Linked DNA regions of Rattus norvegicus: region 2 is linked to region 1. Evidence: chromatin contacts called from public Hi-C data. All regions are on one chromosome and are shown on one strand. The core of a region is the stretch at or near the end of the contact, and the rest is flanking DNA. Distances in the headings are between cores, read along the strand shown.

Region 1 (4,483 bases), core at 101-2,600:
CCAGAATTACCCCGACCTTAGAAATCCAGCAGACTTGGGCAGTCAGGAATCCTCTCTGGTACATAAGGCAGCAGGTGCCCAGAGAGGGATGACCTGACGCCATCTGACACCTGCTTGTGGGTTTGGTTGGGGGAATTTTACAACAGTTCCCCACATCACACTGGCATCACCACTGACTGAAGCACAGTGGGGCGCTCACCAACAGAACTCGCCCCTGACCTTTCCTTCCCTCCAGCCTGCCCATTTGCAGGACTTCAGCACGCGCACAGCGGGCCAGCATTTCCTCCCCCAACTCTCCAATCCTACAGGTCACAGAAACTGTAGACCACGTGATTGCCAAGAGCAGTGGGCATTGCTGGGTCTGCATGGTTCCCCTTCCCAGCCCTCCACAGAGACGAGCTAGCATCCTCTTTCAGTAGAGGCTCTGGCCATGGTCTGCTCCTGTGCTCTCTTCACCCACAACTCCTGATGGTAACCATGTTGGCGCTTCAGATGCCTTCTCTGACATACTACCTGTCATGAACACAACAGATAAATGCCAGTATCCCACTGCCAGTGAGTAGCCAAGTTGGAGTAAGAATGAAGTCTATCTAAGCACGGAGCCCAGTTCTCAGTGGACCATATGGTCACCCTAGGGCAGCCCCTTCTGATGTAGGGATCAGCGCCCTACCACACCAGCAATGGTCACTGAATTTTCACACCGCAGGCGTGGGATGAACTGCTGGTAAGACAAGAATGCCTGTGGGGCATTCGTCTACGAAGCCTGGTCAGTGTGTACAGCTCTAGGCATCCTGGTGGGCCTTGCATTATCTATGAAGCTGGCAAGGAGAACTCCTAACATCCGGAGCGAGGGCAGCTGGCAGGCTGTAGGGGCCTACCAGGATGCCCTCTTCCTTGGTTGCTTGAGGTGTGTAAGCCACGTGAGCATCACAGGCTGTCTTTGTTTACGGTTGACCCATTAATCTGGGGACTTTCAGATGGGTCCCTGTCATTCGTCTTCACTTCTGGGACTCCATTTCCAGTCTCCACAAGCTGGGTACATCTCTGTGGACCAGATGTGCCTGGCTGTGGCCCTGCCTTGCTCTCTGGCCATTTCAAGTCAAAATGGGTAGCAGGGTGGCTGCTGTTTTATCCGCCGTTCTGCCCATCTCTAAGGCAGACTGACTCTCATTCCTGGGACATTCTCATATTAAGTGATGGAAAACTCTAGAAGTCCCTGGAAGATCGCTGTTTTCAGTTAACCTCCAGCTATTTCCTTGTTGAAAAAGTAGCTATGCTGTGGCTGCCGGAGGCCCGTTTCCACGCCTACTCTGGACCACAGTGAGTCACAGCTGCCTTGGCTTTAGGTTTCTTCTTCTTCCTGTTCCACTTTTTACTCATTACATCAACCAACCTATTCTGTTCCCTTCCCACAAGCCTGGAAATGACGCAGGCAGCCACGGGCACTCCAGACAGGCAGAGGATGGCATCCCTGGCCCGAGCATCGGAAGGTCTGGTCTTCCAGGAGGGAGGGTGAGCACCACCTTCCTAGGAGTGTCAGCAGCCTGTGTGTGGCCAGCACTGAGAGCCTTGCTCCCACAGAATGTCAGCGCCATGTCGGCACCCAGTTCAGTCTGGCAGCTGCCCACACAGAACCTGCCAGGCAAGGTCTACCCTACAGATGGAATGAATCACTTTCCAAAGTAGGGCCAACCAGTGATCCCCGTCCACGAGCTCAAAAATCCACCGGCAGGGAAACACCGTAGAACCTAGACTAAGGACTCTTAAACTTCCAAGCACATTGGCGTCATCTGGGGATTTTCTAGAAATGTGGTTTCCTGAACTTTCTCCTTAGAGAGTGCCAACTTCATTGATCTGGGTGCAGCTTGGGAACAAGAGTTTTTGAAATCTATCAGATGATTTCAACATGCTTCAGAGTTTAGAAACTGTGAGGAAACCCTCACGACAATTCCATCCGGCTACAGGACTACTATTTTGGAGCCAACAGATAAAAGCTGTCCCCATATTTTACCTAAAAGGCAGTATCCACCGTGTGGACAAGTCAATGACTCAGTAATCTTCCCAAGGACAAGGCAGACTCTGGTTTCTGTTCATCCGACACAGTCTCAGGCCCTCACAGTGAAGGATTTATCTCTGGTGATGAGCACAAAGTCAGAAGCCAGGAAGACAGCACTTGTGTCTTGGGGAGCCCCAGTGTCCAGACAGAATGGGGAACTCTTATGATTTAGTAAACTTGCCAGGTGTCTCCCCGAGAGTTTACCCATCTCGGGACGTGCAGCATGGAAGTGATTCTCTCTGATTAAATCCCTGGCAGGGGCTGTTTTCGTGTCTGGTCCATCCTTGGCTCAGTAGCTGAAAAGCTCCTTGGTCTCATGTCCTGAGCCACAAAGGCAGTGACCACTGTAAGCCCTTGAAGTTCTGGCAGTAAGGAAGTTATAATGTGGAGGCATGACAACCATGTGACGTTGTGTGCTAGTCCTAGGAGCACAGATGCTCTCCCCAGAACAATTCCCGAATATCTATTAAAATTCCCCTAACGGGCTGGGAGCGGTGGAAAGCACCTATGACCCCAGCACTTAGGAGGCAGAGGAGGAGAGTCACTGCAAACTCAAGGCCAGCCTGGTCTACATAATGAGCTATCAAGACTCTTCATCTCAAAAAACCAATTTAAGTAAAAATACCTTTAAGAGCCCCTGCACAAAACAGATTTATGCTATGCCAGATTTTGTTGTATTTTATCTTCAAGGCTACACTGGCTAGTTCTGCATTTCAGTCAGTGACAAACAGAAGTCTTCATTTTGGTTATTCTACTCGAAGGAGTGAGGCCTGTAGCTTCTAATCCCCAAATGGGTCCTGGGCAGACCAAGAAATGTCCAGCAAAATTCACAGAGCGGCAAGTAGGCGGAGGCAGAGAGAGTGCGTCCGCCCTCCCTGCTTGCTTTGCCTTGGTCTACATCACACAGACCTCTCTTTTGCTAAAAAAAAAAAAAATGTCACTCTCCCACTTCTAAATGTGACCAAGTGCTCTCCTCGCCTGGCCTTTGATGGTCTCCCTCCTGTCTCCCCACCTGAGCTGCTTTTCCTGACAGGGCTTCCCTAACCACCGCAGCCCTGCCTGGTGTTGGTGATGACAGTGAACCTTCGGCACCGCCGCTTTCCCGCGCGCGCGCCGTGCATTGTTGTCAGCTTGTTTCCGCTCACGTACCTCCACAGCAGACACCTGAAGAGAGTTACCACCGTCGCCCCCCTCTACAGCTGGAGAAAATGAATCACAGCCAGACTGAAGCTGAGCTGATTGAAAGTCAACCCTCGCCATCTGGGGTCTTTCTACAATCCCATTTCCATCCACCTCCCAGGAAGCCATGTCTCTCCTGGATGGAAGCTCCTTCGTGACCAGGCCAGAATGACTTCTGCTTCTTCTGTGCCCATCAGCACTGGACATGAGGAAGACAATGGACACTTCTCAGGAACCTTCATGGATCCCTCACCGACTGCCGGGGATGGGGTCTCAGCTTCTCTAAGGGACTGTGGCTGGCCTTGGATTTAAATGTAGTCTGTGCTGAGTGAAGTAACCATGCCTTCTTGTCCATCACAGTATCCCAGAACCTCGTTCCTGCTCAAATACCTGGGAGATGGACGGTATATATTTGGGGGGGGGGGGTGGACGGTATGTATTTGGGGGGATGGACAGTATGTATTTGCTTTAGACCCCCACTTAATTTTGTGATCTTAGGAGAATCAAGAGACCCTCCAAATCTTGGTTCCTTCTATAAGTTTGGAATCAAAATCTTTTATCACTCGGGACTGATATAAAAGCAAGACAGTGGGTTCAAAGGTGTTTTAAAGATCAATCAAACCTAACCAAAGGTTTCCCAGGGAAACCAAGCCCTATCCTTCTGAACCAAGTTCATTTCTCTTTGTCCTTGTTCACCTATTCCAGATTGGCCAAAAGGCCTTAGGGTTCATTTCTTTCTCAACACAGGCAGTGGTGGGCAGACTTCTTCTGTGAAGGTTCAGGTGATAAACATTAGGCTTCGGAGGCCACAATCTGTTGTATCTCCTCACCTCCACCCTTGTAACACAGAGGCAGCCACAGAAGGGGGGTAGCCATGGCCTAATAAAACTTGTTTGTGCAACGCACTCATGGGCAGTGAGACTTGCTTTGTGCAGCGTGCCCCATGGGTGGTAGTTTGCTCCACAGAGGGGTTTGCGCAGTTTCCCTCCTTAGAACACACACTCCTCTCCTCCCTCAGTTCCTTCTCTAGGTGGCGCCTAGGGAGATTTTAGCCCACAGCAGCCCTCCCACCCTCTGGACCTTCAGTGTGTCAGTTGTGTGACGTAATTCTCACAGACACGTCTATCCGGTCTCTTCTCCCAAGTCACACCTCCTGTGCATTGTAGCATTTTCCCTGTCCTGTGGTAAGACAGCGCGACAGAAGTGACTTAAGGAAGAAAGGGTTTGTTCTGACCTGCAGTTCCAGGC
Region 2 (4,815 bases), core at 973-3,472, 41 kb after region 1:
TCTGTGGGGTCAGCATGTAATTAACACTAACCAAGAGCTTTTATATATCTTGGTAAGGAGTCTGTGCTGGCCTGGAACTCACATACATAATCCTCCTGCTTCAGCCTCCCTACTGCTGAGATTACGGGCATGTGCCACCATGCCCAGCTCTAGCCAAGATTTTCCTCATTATCAGGTCTTCTTCTGTTGAACTAAGGTGGTCAGAACAGTTCAATAACTGTCCCCCCTTCCTCAGTAGTACACTAACTCTCCCCTTCCTCAATGGTACACTAGTCCTTCCCTTCCTCATTGGTACACTAACCCTCTCCTTCTAACCCTCCCCTTCCTCAGTGGTATACTAACCCTCTCCTTCTAACCCTTCCCTTCCTCAGTGGTACACTAGCCCTCCCCTTCCTCAGTGGTACACTAGCCCTCCCCTTCCTCAGTGGTACACTAGCCCTCCCCTTCCTCAGTGGTACACTAGCCCTCCCCTTCCTCAGTGGTACACTAGCCCTCCCCTTCCTCAGTGGTACACTAGCCCTCCCCTTCCTCAGTGGTACACTAGCCCTCCCCTTCTAACCCTCCCCTTCCTCAGTGGTACGCTAGCCCTCCCCTTCTAACCCTCCCCTTCCTCAGTGGTACAGGAACCCTCCCCTTCATCAGTGGTACACTAGCCCTCCCCTTCCTCAGTGGTACACTAGCCCTCCCCTTCCTCAGTGGTACACTAGCCCTCCCCCTTCTAACCCTCCCCTTCCTCAGTGGTACACTAGCCCTCCCCTTCTAACCCTCCCCTTCCTCAGTGGTACGCTAGCCCTCCCCTTCTAACCCTCCCCTTCCTCAGTGGTACAGGAACCCTCCCCTTCATCAGTGGTACACTAGCCCTCCCCTTCCTCAGTGGTACACTAACTGTCCCCTTCCTCAGTGGTACACGAACCCTCCCACTCGTCAGTGGTACACATCTGCCTGTGGCTGGTCCAGAAGAGTGAGGCAGATGGATGGACGACTAGATCTTATGGGCAAGTAGGTTTCATATGAGTAAGATGGTGGGCACGCTACAGCAACCAGGCCTGGACATCTGCAACCATAACCCAAATCAACACAGCCTATACAGTTTGCACACTCCTGGTTAAACCCCTCATGAGCCCAGTGTACTGGCTGGTCTTGTGTGTCAACTTCTCCCAAGCTGAAGTTATCACAGAGAAAGGAGCCTCCATTGAGGAAATGCCTCCATGAGACCCAGCTGTAAGGCATTTTCTCAACTAGTGATCAAGGGGGTGATCAAGCCCATTGTGGGTGGTGCCATCTCTAGGCTGGTGGTCTTGGGTTCTGTAAGAGAGCAGGCTGAGCAAGCCAGGGGAAGCAAGCCAGTAAGTAACATCTCTCCATGGCCTCTGCATCAGCTCCTGCCTCCTGCCCTGTGCGAGTTCCAGTCCTGACTTCCTTTGGTTGATGAACAGCAGTGTGGAAGTGTAAGCTGAGTAAACCCTTTCCTCCCCAACTTGCTTCTTGGTCATGATGTTTGTGCGGGAATAGAAGCCCTGACTAAGACACCCAGCAACAGGAGGATGGAAACCTCTTACTCCCAGGGTCAGACAGCCAGTTTGGGACACCTACATCTCAACCTTTCTAGAAAGGAGCTTGAGGCCCCAAGTCTTCCATGAACTGTACCTCCTTGTTTCAGAAGAAAGGCAGACCACCCCCAACAAGCCCACTACATACCTCCAACATGGAAGAGACAGAAGACAGAGACAGAGACAGACAGGCAGACAGACAGACAGACATGCTCACACTTCTCATGGGCAGACAAGGTGGCAGCTGGCTGAGGAGCTGTGCTATCTCTGAAAGAGAGAGGCTGTACCTGAACAAGCCCGAGTTTGACTCATCTGTTCAGTTGCTATGTAAAAGAGAGATGGTGGCTTTGTGAAGGATCCTACAGGTCAAGCTTCAGAAGAGAAAGTCCTGGGGGAGTAGGGTGGTGTTGGGGAGCCTGTGAGGACAGAGGCATAAGGAAGTGATCCAAAGCTAATCCCAAGACTATGGTCATCATTAACTCCCAATGACCCCCTTTTGCTAGGGTAAGACTGGGTGAAGTTGACATGCAGACTCTTTCTGAAGGAACCTCTCTGCTCGGGTTGTTGCTTGGTGGATATTACAACAGATATCTGGGCCAGCTGTGGTGGTGTAAGCCTGTAATCCCAACACTTGGCAGGAGGGTGATGAGTGGAGGCCAGCCCTGGGCTACGTGGCAGATCCAGCCAGCTTCGGCTACATAGGAAGATCCTGTCTCACCAAACAGATTATCAGTGTTTCTCTACGTTTGACATCTCGTTACCAGCTCCCCATGACGGGCTTCTTGTCACAGTCCCAGGCATGCTGCCTAGGTCTCCTGTACCTTTGTCCCAGATACACCCAACTGACCTGGCAGAAGCAGGCTTCTGGGAAGGCCTGCAGAGGCATGGTCTTGCCCCATGCGGGGTGTGTGTGTGTGTGTGTGTGTGTGTGTGTGTGTGTGTGTGCGTGCGTGCGCGTGAGTGTGTGCGTGCGTGCGTGTGTGTGTGTGTGTGTGTGTGTGTGTGTGTGTGTGTGTACTTGATTATAAGTGAATTTCAGGACTCAGGCTTCTATTACAGACAGCACTAATCGATACCAGAGTGCTAGGACTATCCTTCTCATCCCGGATTTCTTTCTGTATCTTTTAGATGCTTCCAACACTCATACCATTGACGCAGATTTACCCATAATGCTCGTAAGTTGTCTAAAATTAGCGCCAGTTTTAGCTCAGGGGTAGAGTGCCTGGACTCATTTCACAGAGTGGAGCAGGTAAATCAATGCATAATGGAGTCGGTCCTCTTACAGTCGCTAAACCATTTCCAATTTTACTTAATCTCTTGACTGTACGTAGGCAGTGTATTTATAGTTTTCCCATACGATGTCTCCTAATGGTAGGCAATGTTGCCTAATGGTACAGCGTGTACCTTAAAGAGACATGCCCCTAGTCAATGACTTCTTTATGTGGTGGCACTGTGGCCTCCTGAAATACACGTTGCTGACAGTGGTGATTAGTCGTGGTGATGGAGGGTACGCAGGTAAGGGATGTGCAGGCCCTGGTGTATAATAGTTCTGGGAAGAAAGAGTTGATATTCGAGTCAGGGAGTGTCATGGTAAGGAAGACAGGTGAACCTTATTTTTCATGAGCTTATGAAGGTAGAAAGTGGTCATCAGAACACCCCACCAGAAGGTCCAGGCTGTGCCTCAGGTGTGGTCATGCAGAGGAAAGTGCAACGACACAGAACAAGTTTTGAACAAAGCCGTGCCAGTGTGCACCCATCAGGACAGATGTCCCTGATTCTGTGTCATGGGAAGAAGTGTATGAAAAGGTTGCATAGCCAGAGAACAAAGGAAAGAGTTCAATGCAGACACGCCCTGCTTGGATGGTCACGCAGGAAGGAGAGATCCAGTTACCAGAGAAAGTATGTTTGAACTACAGTAGACAAGTTTAAAGAGCTGAGCAAGAAGCAGCCAGCGTGTGGTCTCGGAACCCAGCTTTAGTGGTTCTCAGCCTGTGGGTTGCGACCCCTTTGGGGGTCAGATGAGCCTTTCACAGGGGTCACACATGAGATATCCTGCACATCAGATATTTACGTTACAATCAATAGCAGTAGCAAAACTATAGTTATGAAGTAGCAATGCAATAATTTTATGATTGTGGTCACCAGAACATGGAAAACTATATCAAAGGGTCAGGGCATTAGGAAGGTTGAGAACCACTGTGCCGGTGCTCCCTCAGCCCTGCCCCCTCCCAGCGCTTCTCCCGATGTAGCAAGTGTCACTTTACTCTAGGTATAAATAAGACAAAACAGCAGAGGCCCTCCCTAGCTCTGAATCTCCACCACCATCCCTGGGGACCCCCCCGAGAAGACAGAGGGGCTCCCTGGGGAGCTGATAGAGAAGGACACGGGCTCAGGAGTGAGGGGCATGGGTGCAAGAGAAAGGTACGGGTCACTTTGTTCTACTTTGCATCTGAAGCAGACACCACTGCTGAGAGGGAGCAGAGGGTAGCCTAGCTCTCTGGTAACCTGGAGTGGGTCAGTGACCCACTGACCTCAGCCAAACAGGTCTGATTTAAAAGGAATCTCATCTGCTACATGCAGACTGTGGGACACCAAAAGAAACTGGTCTGGATGTGCAGGTTGGAGTATAACAGAGACACAAGTGCACAGGTATGCCTGGCTGGAGAGTCGGAGAGTTAGTTACTCATGGCCAGGAGTTACTCATACTCAGGGCCAGTCTTTTATGGGACAACCAAGCCACTATATCCAACTGGTTTTTCCATGCCTGCTTTTAGGTCACTTAGAGACATCCAAAGGGCAGCTTGCCAGAGGGTATGGCACACTTCTTCAGTGAAAAGGAAAGTAAATAGATGACATCTGTGGCCAGCCTCTCTGCAGGAGACAAAAGGTCCCTTGCAGCCAGGTCCCCGTAGCTAGGACCACAGAGGTTTCTGTAGAGACAGGTCTGCTCCTCTCTCATCCGTGAACCCCCCAGGACCCCTGCCCCCACAGTCCAGTCAAAGGATGTTACATGCTGGCACACTTGCTTGGCTCTGGACGTTGCCTTAGCTCCTCTGCCTGTCAATTGTCTGACGTGGTAGCTCGCTGAGAGGGATTTTTCTAGAGAAGATGCTTTAAGAGCTTTGTGTCCCTCTTCCATTTCTGCCCAGGCAACCTTCGAATACTATGCCTTCCCACGAGAGGCAGATGTCCACTCTGGCCTGTGTGCAAAGAAAGAGCAGGCAGCCATGTTGGAAGCTTGTCCACAGTGTCTGTCTGAGAACTT

What was found. A called contact is a pair of places that touch in the nucleus more often than the background predicts.
Region 2: a Hi-C map of liver shows a contact between it and region 1, with 2.9 times the contacts expected there. The contact joins two enhancer-like sites. A contact is called at or near these places in 5 of 12 Hi-C or Micro-C datasets (Schwann cells, hepatocytes, liver and 1 more).

What each region holds. Positions count from the first base shown.
Region 1 is chr13:45,196,046-45,200,528 of GRCr8, forward strand. The region is part of intron 2 of Rassf5 (Ras association domain family member 5); the gene reads right to left. Among named protein-coding and RNA genes, the nearest start is that of Eif2d, 30 kb to the left of the region's middle. Within about 2 kb of position 1,351, at least 26 of the 93 cell types and tissues checked have an H3K27ac peak or open chromatin away from gene starts, as enhancers often do. A contact at or near this core is called in liver, where this site is marked.
Region 2 is chr13:45,236,094-45,240,908 of GRCr8, forward strand. All of the region lies in intron 1 of Rassf5 (Ras association domain family member 5), which reads right to left. Among named protein-coding and RNA genes, the nearest start is that of Rassf5, 17 kb to the right of the region's middle. Within about 2 kb of position 2,223, at least 2 of the 93 cell types and tissues checked have an H3K27ac peak or open chromatin away from gene starts, as enhancers often do. A contact at or near this core is called in liver, where this site is marked.